Linked DNA regions of Sus scrofa: regions 1 and 3 are each linked to region 2. A link is a contact called in public HiChIP or PLAC-seq data. All regions are on one chromosome and are shown on one strand. Each heading gives the region's core, a stretch centred on a gene start, on an enhancer-like site or on the middle of the called end of the contact. The rest is flanking DNA. Distances are from core to core; before and after follow the strand shown. Region 1 holds the start of CLK2 (dual specificity protein kinase CLK2). Region 2 holds the start of MEF2D (myocyte-specific enhancer factor 2D). Region 3 holds the start of KIAA0907 (UPF0469 protein KIAA0907 homolog).

What was found. HiChIP or PLAC-seq counts read pairs in DNA pulled down with a chosen protein or histone mark.
Region 1: an H3K27ac HiChIP or PLAC-seq map of alveolar macrophages shows a contact between it and region 2. The contact joins the promoter of CLK2 here to the promoter of MEF2D in region 2. A contact is called at or near these places in 1 of 47 Hi-C or Micro-C datasets (liver) and 1 of 2 datasets of contacts at active chromatin or transcription factors (alveolar macrophages).
Region 3: an H3K27ac HiChIP or PLAC-seq map of alveolar macrophages shows a contact between it and region 2. The contact joins the promoter of KIAA0907 here to the promoter of MEF2D in region 2. A contact is called at or near these places in 1 of 5 promoter capture datasets (fetal liver) and 1 of 2 datasets of contacts at active chromatin or transcription factors (alveolar macrophages).

The regions. Positions count from the first base shown.
Region 1 is chr4:94,556,791-94,559,490 of Sscrofa11.1, forward strand. CLK2 (dual specificity protein kinase CLK2) reads left to right here and starts at 1,430. Exons shown (of 12, transcript XM_021089727.1): 1 at 1,430-1,837. It overlaps HCN3 (potassium/sodium hyperpolarization-activated cyclic nucleotide-gated channel 3), which reads right to left. Exons shown (of 9, transcript XM_013997013.2): 2 at 773-850.
Region 2 is chr4:93,580,243-93,582,942 of Sscrofa11.1, forward strand. It overlaps MEF2D (myocyte-specific enhancer factor 2D), which reads left to right and starts at 1,321. Exons shown (of 12, transcript XM_021089672.1): 1 at 1,321-1,674.
Region 3 is chr4:94,096,837-94,099,536 of Sscrofa11.1, forward strand. KIAA0907 (UPF0469 protein KIAA0907 homolog) reads left to right here and starts at 1,375. Exons shown (of 15, transcript XM_001928648.6): 1 at 1,375-1,506; 2 at 2,009-2,225. The coding sequence starts at 1,469.

The sequences.
Region 1 (2,700 bases), core at 180-2,679, 980 kb after region 2:
GCTTTGCACACATCCTTGCCTCATCCAAAAGCTGTCCTTCATTTCCCCCAAGGACAGGGTTGCTCTCCTCCCCTAGCGACCTTGATGTGGAGGTACAGCCTGATGGGGACTGTGGAATAGCCCCACCCCCTCTCTTCGTCCCTTCTCTCTGGTGGTCACCTGGGCGGTGGCCGTGCTCCTGCGTGGCTGCCTCAAATCACTTTTGAGTCTCGGCCCTGCCCGGCCGAATTCCTCCTTCAGCACCAGGGACAGCGATCAGAGCTGTTGTCTGGACACCCCCTCCCCCACCCCCAGCGTCCCTATTTTCCCTGGTCGCCTGCCCTGCTGAACTAGGCAGGTGCTGGGGACGGGAATGGGGTCGGTGGGAGATAGCAGAGTTCGGTTTCTCCCTCAGATTGACCCTGAGCCTTGAAATATGATAAAATTTCCCAGATCCCCAGCAAGCAGGACTGGAGGAGGCAGCGGTCCCTAGTTCCTGTATTCCCTGTGGTCCAGGTGGGGTGCCGGGTTCCTGAAATGGGAAATCCAGGTCTCTGTTAATCTGCTTGTCCCTTCCAGCGCCCCCAGCCTAAGAAGTCAGCCAGGATCTCCAGCTGGGGACCCTTTGCCCAAGAATTCCCGGGCTAGGTTGGGGGAAGTGACTGTCGGCCCCCCAAGGGACCCCTGGGCCGGAAATGAAGTGTCTGTGGAGGGTGGGGCTGGCCCGGCCCCGTGCCCCGGCCCGTGGAGGTAGGACCTGTGTCCCCCGCCCTCCCTGCCGGACCCTCAGTACCGGAAGTCGCTGTAGGGATGGATGATCCAGGCCCCCGCTGACTTGACCCGCTCCTGCTCGATTTCCACTGCTTTGTGGCTGCCGAACACACGAAGGGAGAACTTGTTGACCGTAGGCTGGAGCAGCGTCCCGAGCTGCCTCCTCTTGGGCTCAGGCCCGGGCCCGGACCCAGGGATCGGACCGGAGGCCGTGGTCGTAGACGCCGGGGCAGCAGGAGGCGCCGCCTCCAGTCCAGGGGTCGCCCCGTCGCTGGTCCCAGTCGGCGGCCGCTGCTCCGCCTCCATGACGCCTGTCGGCCTACACGTTTGGCCTCCTATACCCTGCCGCGGCCATTCGGGACCCCCGACCCTTTCCGGAGTCGGAGCGGGAGCAGCCGGGCTGGCTCTGAGCGGAGGCGTAGTCGGCTAGGAACTGCCGGCGCGCCGGCGGAGGGGGTGTGTGCGACAGACTCTGCCGCGGGTGGCAGGGGGGTTGCGCTGCGCCCCCTGGCGAGAGTTGCGGGAAGGCTGGGCAGGGCGGGCGGAGGTGGGGCCACCGAGAGACCTCCCGGGAGGGGGCGGAGCCAATAAAGCCTGTAACCGGAGGGATACCGAGGTGGGTGTGGCTTAGCCAATGTGGGCGGTCCCTCAGGTGCAGGGAGCGTAGGAGAACGCGGCCAGTGCCAAGAGGGCGTGGCCTAGAGCTGCGGTGCCTTTGACCACGGAGTGCCGGGGAGGCGGAGCCGCCTGAGATCCGCGGGAAAACCGGACGCCGGTTGTAGTTCGTATGGCTCCGGAGGGCGAGGAATTGGGAACCAATGGAAGAGGCAGGGATTCTTTGGGGATTCTCCTTCCTAACGCTTACGGACTTCCTGCATTTCACTTTTTTTTTTCTCTCAGCACTCTCCTAGGCATATTCTTAAGGATCTCCTCGTTACTGCTCCCCCGAGTATTTCATTTCTGAATTCATCTGCCACCTTCACCACAAGCAACTCGGCCCATCACTGAGCGACCGCTGAGGATACAAGGATGAATACAAAGCCCTAGCCATAAAGGCACTGCTCGTCTACGCCCGCAAACAGAACAGGTAAATTACAGTAGTATGTGAAGTAAATTCTTCCCTTTATCTCCATTTCTTATTGCCTCCGACTTATTTCAAGCCCTCAGCATTTTTTCACCCAGATTATTTCAGAAGCGTCTAAATAGGTCTCTCAACTCTCAGGCCAATTCTCCTTCCAGAGTTAACTTCCTAAATCTAAATGTAGCTATCTCACTTGCTTAATATCCTTCAAACTTCTTAGTGTTCTATAGGATTACGGTTAAATTCCTTAGAATGACAACACAAGGCCCTGCAAAATTTAGACCTCTCTTTTCAACAACCTCCCTTCTGATAGTCCCTCTCTTGAAAGCCAGGACTCCAATTCTGTTTAAACACTTCATTTTGCTTTGTCTCCAGACTTTTGTAAATACTTTCTCTGCCTAGCACTCTCCTCCAATTCACTTTCCATCCATTGGTTCAGATGTCATCTCCTCTAGGAAACCTAGAAACACATTTATAACTCTCCTTTCCCAAGCTAGGGTTGTAGTCTAGAGCTTTCTTACAGTGGCCAGGGCACCACTGTTCATAACAGCTCTTAGCACAAGGCTGCCATTATTTGTTTACAGGTCTTTCCCATTATACTATGAAGCTCTGAAGAACAGGAGCCTTGAGCCTGGCACAGTGCTGGACAGAGTAGGAACTTAATAAATGCTTTTTGAATGAACGAGGGAAAGTGTACACGGAGAAGGAAGTGAGGTTCACTTTCCTCTCCACCCCTTCATTACCCTTCAGCTTCTATTTCAAGAAACTTTTCCTAAACCATTTCTGGCCAACTGATGAAAAATTCCTTCTGACTATCCTCCACCCTGACTCCTCTCTGTTTCTTTACTTGAATATAGTTATCCTCAGGT
Region 2 (2,700 bases), core at 71-2,570:
GAGTTAGGTACTATTATCATCGCTGCTATTTTACCTATGAGGATCATGAGGTACAGGGAAATTAAGTAATGGGCCTGTGTTCCCGGTTAAAAAATGGCGGAATAAGGATGTGAACTAAAGTAGCTTGACTACTCCAAAACATGCTACCTCTTTATATATTAGCCTCTTCAGCACTCAACCTGGATCATTAAGCCTTGATCCAGTAAATCAGACCCAGCCAGGTAGAAATCGAGGTGTGTGAACTGAGTGCCCTTCTGTTCTGCGAGGGTCTTTAAGATCCAAGCCAAATTCCATCATTTCCTCAAGCTTCAGGTAGAAAGCAGACATTGGGGCAACAGGGATGCTGGAGAGGAAGTCTGACAGGTCGCTTGTCCAGTAGGCATGGCACCCACACTCCTGTGGTAGGGCAGAAGATTCGCCACACCCTGGAGCAACCAGGAATTACAAATTTTTTTAAACATCTACTACTGTTTCTTTAATGAGATGCTTTTGGGCGTTTCCTGTGCTGGGGGAAATTAGGGTCACGCCCCTTTAAATTGCCCCCCTCGGCTGTAAGTGCTCTGGAGCCTCAGGCACTGGGGATTAGGTCACCCACGAACTATGAGCTGTCGCTTTAAATTGCTGGGCGTCTGCCCAGCCGGGCCCTGGGAGGGGAGGGGGCCTCTCACAGGTAGAGGGAGCAAACGAGCTCTCCAGGTAACCCCCCAGAAAAGAACGGGTCCCTTTAAGTGAGGCTTCGGCTCACACTAAGTGAAGGAGATAAAATCTTTTCAACACTTAGTGTCTACCCTTAATTTATCTACTTAGATTCCCACCTCCCAACTCTCTAGGGGCTTGGGGGTTGGGGGGGAGCTGTCGAGGTAGCGTGTGTGTAAGTGTGTGTGCGCGAGTGTGTGTGAGTGTGTTTGGGGGCGGGGGCGGGAAGTATGTGCCCAGTCGGCGGAACCTCCCCGGAAAGGACCTCTTCGAGCGCATGGTGGCAGCAGTACTAGGCGGCCGTCCGGACAGCTCGAAAGGGGCACCACGGGCGCGGGCCGATCCCCTTAGAGGCCTCTGGGTCTCGCCTCCCTACTTTGCCTCGCTCGGTCGCTTCCTCGCTTCCTCCCTCCCTCCCTCCTGGCTGGCGGAGGGATCTGCCTCTCCCAGCGCCGCAGCCTAGCTTGGGAGGGCGCTGGGGTGGGGGCCGACCCGGCCCGGCCCGGCCGGCCCGAGGGAAGCGAGGGGCGGGGCCGCGTCCCCGGGACCGCCCCTGCTCCGGCCCCGCCCCTCCGCCCCCACGGGTTCCTCCCATTGGCCCCCCCGCCTGTCCATCACCCCCGTTCCCCCCACCCCTCAAGCTAGGCTGAGCTGTGCCTACGTCGGCCTCGACTCCCGGGGGCTGGAGGAGTTACCTTTGGAGCTCGAAAGGAGGAAGGAAGCAAAATATCAACAACAGCCGAGGCGGCTCGGGCGCTCGGCCCCAGTCCCTCGCCTGCCGGCCGCCCGCCTGCCCGCCCTCGCGCCCACGACGGGGGCCCAGGCCCCCCGGCGCAGCCCAGGGCCCGCGCGGACGCCGGCCTCATTTATTATTCCCCCCGCCCGGAGCTGCGGCTTCCAGGTGCTGAAGAGCCCCAGGACTAGGGGCGAGGGCTACCCCCTCCCAGCCGTGACATCCCCCTTCCCCCAGCGGGGCCGGTGAGTAGAGAAAAATAATGCTCCTGCCGCTTTAAGAGGCCCCCTCCCCCACCCCATCCTGGGGTTGGGGTGGAGGGTGGTCTAGACCGTCCCCCTGAGAGGTGGGATGGGGTGGCCTCTTGGGTTTGGGAGGAACTCGCGGAGCGGGCTGTGTTTTCTTGTGGCGTTGGTGGAAGATTACATGGGGGACTGTTTGGGTGAGGGAGTCGGCTGTGGGGGACAAGTGGAGTGGGCTGTAATTCCCTTGGGTGTTGGGGTCGGGGTGGGGACGGGTGGCTTGGGGGCGCGCCGGTCTGTTGGTGTCCGGGGGTTAAGGCGGCCTCCGAGCGGTCTGGGAAGGGGCGCCATCCTCAGAGGGGGTCTCCGGTGACAGCCGGGAGCGACTGACATTTTAACAGCCGGCCCTCCCTCCCTCTCCCTCCTCGAGCCGCCTGTTCCCTCCTCCTTGGCCCGAAATGGTGCAGAAGGGGGCCTGAGAGGGCGGCGGGAGGGTGGGGGCGGGGGGAGCCGCAGCTGTTTGGGAAGCGGGGGAGGGAGGGGGGATGTTGTTCAGATGACACCGGGGTGGTGGGTTGGGGTGTGTGAGTGTGTGTGTGTCCCGGGCCCGGGTTTGCCCTGTGCCTGTGGAGTTGGCACTCAGAGTTAGCACGGAGGTGGGCACGCAGGACCCTTTCTTGGGACCTCCTAGCCTGCCTCCGAGACCCCTGCTCTGGTTTGTCTGTGGCCCCAGCTGGAGAACCCCCGGCCAGAAGTTTGCAGCTGTTAAACATCTGGGCAAGAGTTCTCCAGTCCGAACTGGGTTGGGAGTGGGGGTCCAGGGAGTGAGGGGCTTTTCGGAGGGTGGGCCGAGGAGACTAAGATGCATGTAGTCTCTTACCCTCCTGCCAACCCCTTTTCTGTCAGGTTTGTTCTTACGGGGTCTCCCTTCCCCTAGTGATTCTAGCTGATCTCTCAGTGGCCTCCTGAGGTCTCTCCCCAATGAAAGGAGGGCTCCTGAGTGTGGGCCCCCTTGGAGCCACTGACTAG
Region 3 (2,700 bases), core at 125-2,624, 520 kb after region 2:
GGCCCAGGAACTTCCACATGCTGCTAGTGCAACTGAAAAAAAAGAAAAAAAGAAAAAAGAAAAAGAAAAAAGAAAAAGAAAAAAGGAAATAAAGACACTAAAAAAAAAAGGCACTATAGCAGGTGTTCCCATTGTGGCTCAGTGATAATGAACCTGACTAGTACCCATGAGGATGTGGGTTCAAGCCCTGGGTTAAATGTTCCCTCACTCAGAGGGTTAAAGATTTGGTGTTGCTGTCACTGTGATGTAGGTGGGCAGCTGTAGCTCCAATTCGACACCTAACCTGGGAACTTCCATATGCTACAGGTGTGGCCCAAATAAAGCTCACACACGCACACAAAACACTATAGCAAAGGAAAAAATAGATTCATGCAATAGAAAAGAATGCAGAAATAGATGTTTATATGGGACATTTATTTATTAAATGCTGAAGGGAAAACACTATAAATGTGGCTTTAAATTTTTTTTTTAGGGCCACAGGTGTGGCACATGGAAGTTCCCAGGATAGAAGTCAAACAGGAGCTGCAGCTGCCCTACACCACAGCCACAGCAACTTAAGTCCCTGAGCAGGACCAGGGATCCAACCTGCATCCTCATGGATACTAGTCAGGTTTTTAACCTACTGAGCCACAACGGGGACGCCTAAAAATGTGAATTTTAAATGAATTTGTATTCTGTTAATCCTGTCAGTACATAAACTTGTTTGCAAGAATAGCATTGTATTTTATTGATTCTATGTAGAGACTCCTTGGAGTTCCCATTTCATAACCTAGGCTGGGTCACTTCTTTAGCCCTCACTGGAAGGGCTCTGTGACTTTCAAATACTTGCGTGTTAGCTCCACCAAGTTGAGCATTTATCTTCTCCACCTTTGTTTATTATAACCTATTCTATGTAATACCCGGCGTGGCCACCACGCCACATTCTAAGTGTCAGAAAGGCAGGACCCCCTGCTCTTAAAACAGGGACAGGCGCGCAGAAATGAAAAGAAAAAAATCTTCAAATAATTTTTGGGATGAGTCCTTTCCTTTTCCCTAAGCAGGTAACTGAAACTTGAAGTTTGCAAAAGCCGCGGGAAAGCGCTGTCCCAGGTCAGCGGCTGGGACTCTACAAGAATGTGACTGAATTTGGGGAGAAACCTGTTTAATTTTCCTTACTCATGCGTGTTGTACTCTTGGCTAGCGACTTGCCCACAAGAAAGATGGATTCTTCTTGCCCCAATTCTTCCTTAATATGAGATTTAGCAGCCATCTTTCTCAAGGGAAAGCGCAAGCAGGAAGGCCACACCCCATCTGTTTCAAATAAGGCCAGAAGCCTTGACATCAACAGGAGTCCAATCGGAATAGACTTTTATACCGGAACCGCTTTGCCTCACGACCGGAAGAGGCTGTGCGTAAGGGCGTTGGGGGCGGAAGTGACGGGAAGGAGGTAGTGGGGTAGTTGGCGGGTGGTTGATCAGAGCCGGTCGCCATGTCCGCGGGGAGCGCGACACATCCTGGAGCTGGCGGGTAAAGCTTTTCTGGCGAGGGCATCGCAGCGAGCATGAGGCCCAGGAGAGGCGGAGGGATCATGGGAAGCAGCGTCTGGGTAGAGGGGCGCTTGGGTGGGAAGTGTATGTATTTGAGGGCCGGACTTTGGGGGCGAAGGATCGTGAGCAGGCCTGGGGCCCCAGAAAAAGGCCAGCGGGGATCAGAGAAAGGAGAAAAGCAGGGACTTTGGGAATGACGAGCCAAAAGGGAAGGTGAGAACGAAGGGTTGTAGGACACCAGAATCTTTTAATAGGGATGACGGAGTAGAAAGGAAGTAGATTCAGGAAAAGGGTTGAAAGAAGTGAGGATTTGGGGAAATATTGCAGTGGTTGTCTGTTTAAGGAGAGATGGTAATTTTAGCTCTGATAGTAGATTCGAAAGTGTAAAGGGAGCCTGATAGCGGGAAAATGGGGTACTAAGGTGTAGTAAGGGGAGAAAAATAGTAAAAACTTTGTGGCCTAATATTTTCCTCTTCCTGTAGGCGCCGCAGCAAATGGGACCAACCAGCTCCAGCCCCCCTTCTCTTCCTGCCACCAGCAGCCCCAGGTGGGGAGGTTACCAGCAGTGGGGGAAGCCCTGGGGGCTCCACAGCTGCTCCCTCTGGAGCCTTGGACGCTGCTGCTGCTGTGGCTGCTAAGATCAATGCCATGCTTATGGCCAAAGGAAAGCTTAAACCAACTCAGAATGCTGCTGAGAAGGTATTTGAAGTTGAGGGGATTCTGCTGATTGCAGTTTGTAATCTTGTAATCTCACAATCATTTGTCTTAAGGAGACACTCTCGGGGGTGGGGGTACAGTAATTTAGTTTTTTTTTTTTTTTTTCTTTTTAGAGCTGCAGGAGCGGCATATGGAGGTTACCAGGCCAGGGGTCAAATCAGAGCTGCAGCTGCTATGCCACAGCCACACCAGATCTGAGCCCCCTGTCTGCAACCTACACTACAGCTCACGGCAACACCAGATTCTTAACCCACTGAGCAAGGCCAGGGATCTAACCTGCATCCTCATGGATGTTAGATTCGTTTCTGCTGAGCCAGGATGGGAACTCCTAGGAGGCAATTTTGCTTGGGCTAAGTTACATTTATGGACCAAATAACTTGTTTTGTCTGTGTTCCCTTAGTTCAGCCCTAGTTCTGTCTACATGATCATTTAAAGCAGTGATGTAATAGGTTTTTTG